Linked DNA regions of Mus musculus: region 1 is linked to region 2. Evidence: chromatin contacts called from public HiChIP or PLAC-seq data. All regions are on one chromosome and are shown on one strand. The core of a region is the stretch at or near the end of the contact, and the rest is flanking DNA. Distances in the headings are between cores, read along the strand shown. Region 1 has its middle 22 kb from the start of Gm42043. Region 2 has its middle 190 kb from the start of Gm39242.

What was found. HiChIP or PLAC-seq counts read pairs in DNA pulled down with a chosen protein or histone mark.
Region 1: an H3K4me3 HiChIP or PLAC-seq map of embryonic limb bud shows a contact between it and region 2, with 4 times the contacts expected there. The contact joins two enhancer-like sites. A contact is called at or near these places in 1 of 115 datasets of contacts at active chromatin or transcription factors (embryonic limb bud) and 1 of 9 other capture datasets (embryonic trunk).

What each region holds. Positions count from the first base shown.
Region 1 is chr8:108,670,746-108,673,445 of GRCm38.p6, reverse strand. It overlaps a transcript of Zfhx3 not described here. Among named protein-coding and RNA genes, the nearest start is that of Gm42043, 22 kb to the left of the region's middle. Within about 2 kb of position 1,330, at least 10 of the 459 cell types and tissues checked have an H3K27ac peak or open chromatin away from gene starts, as enhancers often do. A contact at or near this core is called in embryonic limb bud, where this site is marked.
Region 2 is chr8:108,026,386-108,029,085 of GRCm38.p6, reverse strand. No RefSeq gene overlaps it. Among named protein-coding and RNA genes, the nearest start is that of Gm39242, 190 kb to the right of the region's middle. Within about 2 kb of position 1,390, at least 36 of the 459 cell types and tissues checked have an H3K27ac peak or open chromatin away from gene starts, as enhancers often do. A contact at or near this core is called in embryonic limb bud, where this site is marked.

The DNA.
Region 1 (2,700 bases), core at 81-2,580, 640 kb before region 2:
GTTCCAGGTCACCTTTGGTGACATAGCAACAGCAAGTTTGGTGCTAGCTTGGGATACATAAGGTTCCATCTCCGAAAAGAAAGACAGAACAAACAGAAGCTTGATTTAAGAATTCATAGCCCAAGTCCAGGCCAAGGGTGGACATTTTAAACTGGTCCTTCACCGAACTGTAATTGATGCAAAATGGCACTGTTGGTTAACTTGGTGGCTGCTCATTCTGTCACCTCATTTGTATCCTCCTAACTCTTCAATAAAATCCCTGCTGGGAAGGAGGTTGACGGTCTGCCCACCAGCACGTGGTAAGTGATGTGATTGTTGGCAGAACCCAGGCTTAGCAGCAACCAAGAACTGAGCTGTGAGATCATAGCTGGGGGGCCACAAGACTGACAAGCTCCTCCCTGACAATCTTTTCTCATTCCCTCTAAGAAGTATTTGCAAGCTACACCACAGGAAGGTTCAAAATCCCCAAACCCAGCTTCCGATGACTCCTCTGCTAATGTTCACGGATGAGAAGAAAGTCAAAGACACGCCCACACGCCACCTCCCTCCCTCTGAACCATTAGCATTCCCCCCCCAACCCCCCATCATAGCTCCAGCTCTGGAAATGGGCAGTGCTACTTGATAGCCAAGTTCTAGCTGGGCTAATTAAGCATACTGAGCTAATAACCTTCCATTTTGGGACCAGTATTATTCATAATTTAATGTATTGTTGCTGAAACATCAACCTTTCGACAACTGGCAGGTTGCCCACAGCAGCCCAAGTGCTGACCATCTTTCAGTAAAATGAGTATTATTGTTAAAACAGGCATAAATCATTCATGGCTGCAGCTTTTGTGTTAGGCCCTACGTGAAAATAAGCAGTAAGCCGGGTAATTTATTTACCTTTTGGCGATTATTTTTTATGATTTTATGATCATATTCAATGATTCATAAATATTGGCCAGGTGCCATTTTGTAATCATTCTACATTTTTAACGATTGGTGAAGGCGGTTCTGTTTTTCATCTTTAAAATTTTCAGGATTGATACTCAGCAACTTAATCCAGACACCAAGGCAATTTTATTGGACCAAAGGGGGTGGGAAATAACAGTGTGTCCAGGCCCCTTCATTTGAACAAACCCCTTTCAACAGAACCATTTGGAGTGTCCAACGTGTTATATAACACCGCACTCGGGGCGACAAAGTTTCTTTGAAGTTTAACACACAGAGGGGGCCTCGAAATTGGAATAAGAGCCCAGGAAAAACAGTTAACAAGCTTCTGGTTGGGAAGATGACGGGAAGGGGGCCGTAGAGCAGGAGGAGGCCTGGAGATGTTGGCCCTTAGCCAAGAAGGTTGGATTTGACTCTAGCCCTACTCCTACCACCTGGTTGGGGAATGTGCTTACAGTCCCCTGCGGATCTGGAAACTTCTTTATTGCCCTCCTGGCTGCCTGCTTCTGCTGCCTGTGTCAGCTTTGGGTTCCCTAAAATGGTTCCAGAAAAGTAGACTTCACCGCCCCCCTTCCCCCCACGACCCCCACAACAGCAAGCAGGAGCTGAGAGTTGAGGATTGGTTGGGTTTCGAAGACTCTCATCCTCTCACACTCTCTACCATCCATCCCTTTACTTTCCTAAAACAATGGACACAGAACTCCTAGTAACCCTTTTACCTGCTAAGCCATCAGTAAGTAGCAGAAGGCAGAGGAGACAGGATGGTGGGAGGAGTCAAGCGGGGAAATGGCAGAACAGGTGACATCGCCTTAACTTGCTTCCTAAAGGCAGGAGCAAGGTCTGTCTGCAATTGAACTTGCCTCTAGATCTCATCCCCCATCAGCTGTGTTGGCCCAGAAGGGCATCAGCCAAACAAAGCTGGCACCTTTGGCCCAAACATTGATGATAAGATCTCAAAACATAGCCATGGGTATGCATTATCAACAGACTCCCACATCCATAGAGGAGCCCACGCAGGAAGAGAGGAACAGGTTATATGCTCTCTGGAGTGCTTGGGACCTAAAAGCCCCAGGGACTGGTGGGGTTTTTTGTTTGTGTGTTTTTGCTTTTGTTTTTGTTTTTTCCTACTTTCTGTTTCTTTCCCCACTTCCAGCTTTCACAATCTTTTTCAATGGCTTTGCCTGGCCAACGTTCAGGGACCGGCTCTCTCCTTCTCCTTTGTTTGAGGCAGGGGCTCTCTTGGTTCTGCTTCTAGGACACATACCACAGACTAGCTGACCTGCAAGCTTGTGGCTGGTTCTCCTGTCTCTGCCGAGTCGAATCCCACCATGTCAGAGGAATGCTGGGATTACAGATGTGCACCTCTGCAGCTGGGGTTCTACCTGGGCTCCAGGGATCAAACTTGGTCCTAACACTTTTACTTGCTAAGCCATCTCCTTGGCCTCTCATATTAGTGACTTTTAAGCGTGGACTTCCAGCTCATTAATCACATCCACGATGTTAGGCAACTATTACTATATTCTGTTTCTAAAGTTTTTTCATTACCGTAAACAGAAACTCTGTCTTCATTAAGCAATCCATCCCTCCCGCCTCCTCCTCTACCTCAGCCCCTGTCCCTGGAAACCTCTAATCCACTTTCTCTCTGCAGATTTGTTCTTCTTGACAGCTCATATAAACGATACTGTACAATATTTTTCCTATTGTGCCTGGCATATTTCGCTGAGGGTAATGTTTACAAGGGTTTATCCTTGTTAGAGCATGTAAGTGAAC
Region 2 (2,700 bases), core at 141-2,640:
TCAACTGTGTTGGCTTACTGACTGCCAAGCCCCAGAAATGAACCTTCTGTGTGTAGACAAGCGCATGGGCACACACACACCAGCACTAAGGTTAGAGGCATGTGTAGCCATATCCCAGCTTCTTACACAAATGCTGGATATCTAAACTAAGGCCCTCATGCTCAGACAGCAAGTATTCTTACTCACTGAGCGATCTTCCCTTCCTGGGGATTCATACTTTCAACAAAGCCCACTCTGGTGGTGTGCAGATCATGCTTGGGAACGCCTTGCTCGCATCTTGCAAGTACCAGTTAGTGAGAACAAAAGAGTAGGTAGGTGCTCTAAACAGTGTGAGATTCTAAATCATTGTCTTTAGTGGCGGGAGAGGGGGGCGCTTGGGAGGGCGGGGGAGGCTTTCAAAGCACCAGGCAGGCAGTCACTGGAGCTCCCAGAACCCTGGTAATGTGATCAGCATGCATTTAGCTTGCAAACCATCTCGTTTACAGATGGACAAATGCCAGGCGATAAATCAGTGGCAGGGCCCACATAAAAAAAAAACCAAAATTCCAGGCTCCCTAATACCACCATCCAGGTGTGTGCTGACCTATGTCGGCCAATGGGCCATTCTTCATAATATTAAATAATAGCATGTGCTGCCTGCAGGTGATTTTGAGTGGCATCGTGATATATCCCACCGGCATCACAAAAGCAGATGGCTTTCATAGCCATAGATACTCAAGATCTGCTCTATCTATGTACCCACCTTTATTTCAGGCCATTAAAGGGGGCCTCAAGAAATGTAACATCAATATGGGGGGGGGGAAGGCTTCTCTTTCCTGGAGGAGAACAGGGGGTGACCATGTGAGCACAGTGCCATCTCAATAAGCACGCCAAGAAAAATCCCACGGAAATATCTGGGCGGCAATAAACGTGATCTTATCTCAACACTGAAATGGAAAAAGGAGCTGGTCCCCCTAAATCACAGGAGTAATGTGCGGTGGAAAAAGAAAAGGACAACTGTGGACAAACTCAGAGAAGAAAGTTTTATTAATTCTAAATATGCCTTTCCCCCACTGGGTTTACACTAGCATTCCCCCTAATGGGATCCAGATGTTCCGCCAGCCTGGAAGTAGCTACCTAGGAGAAAACAGTAGCTCGCCTCCTTTAAGTTAAAAGGGCGAAATCGTGGCGCTACAGGCTGATTTACAGTTTAGTTCAATCAGCGCCCACAGCACGGAGGGATGGAGAACTGTGGACCGTGGATGAAGGCGAAAGCCCGCCTTGGAAAAGGCTGGCGGCTCAAGAGTTAATGCCAACCTTTCCTGTGAATGCAGCCCTCTGTGTAGTAGCTAATGAAGGTAATGAAATATGACATGTAGTTTGGCCCTTGACCATGGAGTGCACCCCCCGCCCCTCGGCGCTGCGAACAAAGCCAAAACAGATGTAGCGACTTCTGTATGGTTTGGGGTTGGCGTCTGTTACACAGACCAGGTGACCCGCACATTCCCAGAATGTTCACTTCTGACACACGCGGCATTATCTGAGAAGATGCTGCCTTTGTCTGTGAAGTGCGAAGGGGAAGCGAGAGACGGAGGGGTGCAGCTGAGGGGGTGGGGGCAGGGGTGGGGACGGGGTGAGGGTGGAAGCTGAGCTTCCAGGGATGTTCAGCCAAACTCCTGCCCTCTATGCCCTGGTTCTCCTCATTCACTGTGAACTGGAAAAACAACAACAACAACAAATTCTTTCTTGGAGGCAAGGGGGTAGCCTGGCAAATGTGGAATTTGCAGAAAATCTCCTCCGTGCCTTTACTTCTCTCTCCAAAGCAAGGCCCAGGGAATGAGACCCAGGGATGGGAACTAATTGCTGAAGCTACTTGGGCTGGTCACTCTAGTACAAGGACAGAGCAGCCAGCCACTCCTCAGCAAAGGCCGTCCGTATGTCCATATTTCAGGTTTCGTATTTCAGGTTCCCATGCAGACCAAATGGCCGAAATAAAAGCACAGTTCTGGTGACTAAAACCACAGCGCTGGGCTCTGAGGAAATACTAATTGTAGTTGTCATGCTGTCTGGCTTCTTCACTCTTGAGGACCACTGGATAAGGTGGCTGTGTGATGTTTCCCCCACCCCCCCAAGGGATCTTAAGTAATTTTTTTTTTAAAGAACATATCATCAAATCTTGGCCTAAATATAGCATCTTTGTTGGTTTCCCCCCACCCCCAAAGGGATCAGACCTTTGGCAAAGTTAGAGAGAAAGAGAGGAACAGGGAGAAAGAAGAGGAGGGGGAGCCTTGGCAAGTGGGAGCCTGTTCCCAATGTTATTTATTATCTTCAGCAGACACTGACATGTGGCTTTTGAAAGCGGATACTGTACCTTTAACCTTGACTCCAAAAGCATGCTTAATCTGTGATGCAAACCGAGGTTCCAAACTGGAGAGCCTTGGGGTAGTGGCTGGGGGGTGGGGGTGGGGGGGCGGGGGATGGGGGTGTGGCTAGATTTATTTATGAGGCGCGTGGAAAATTTTGACATCACAAGCTATGGCCATTATTCACATGTTACATGACACAAGATTGGCCCTTTTAACGCAGCAACATCACATAAAAATATGATTTTTGTCCTGTGACGGCAGGCTGATCATATAGTGCTCACCTACCTACCCAATGAAATGTAATCTCTTTAGGTCAAAGGCCCCAAGAAAGTGATTCAACTGGGTGGCTCCAGTC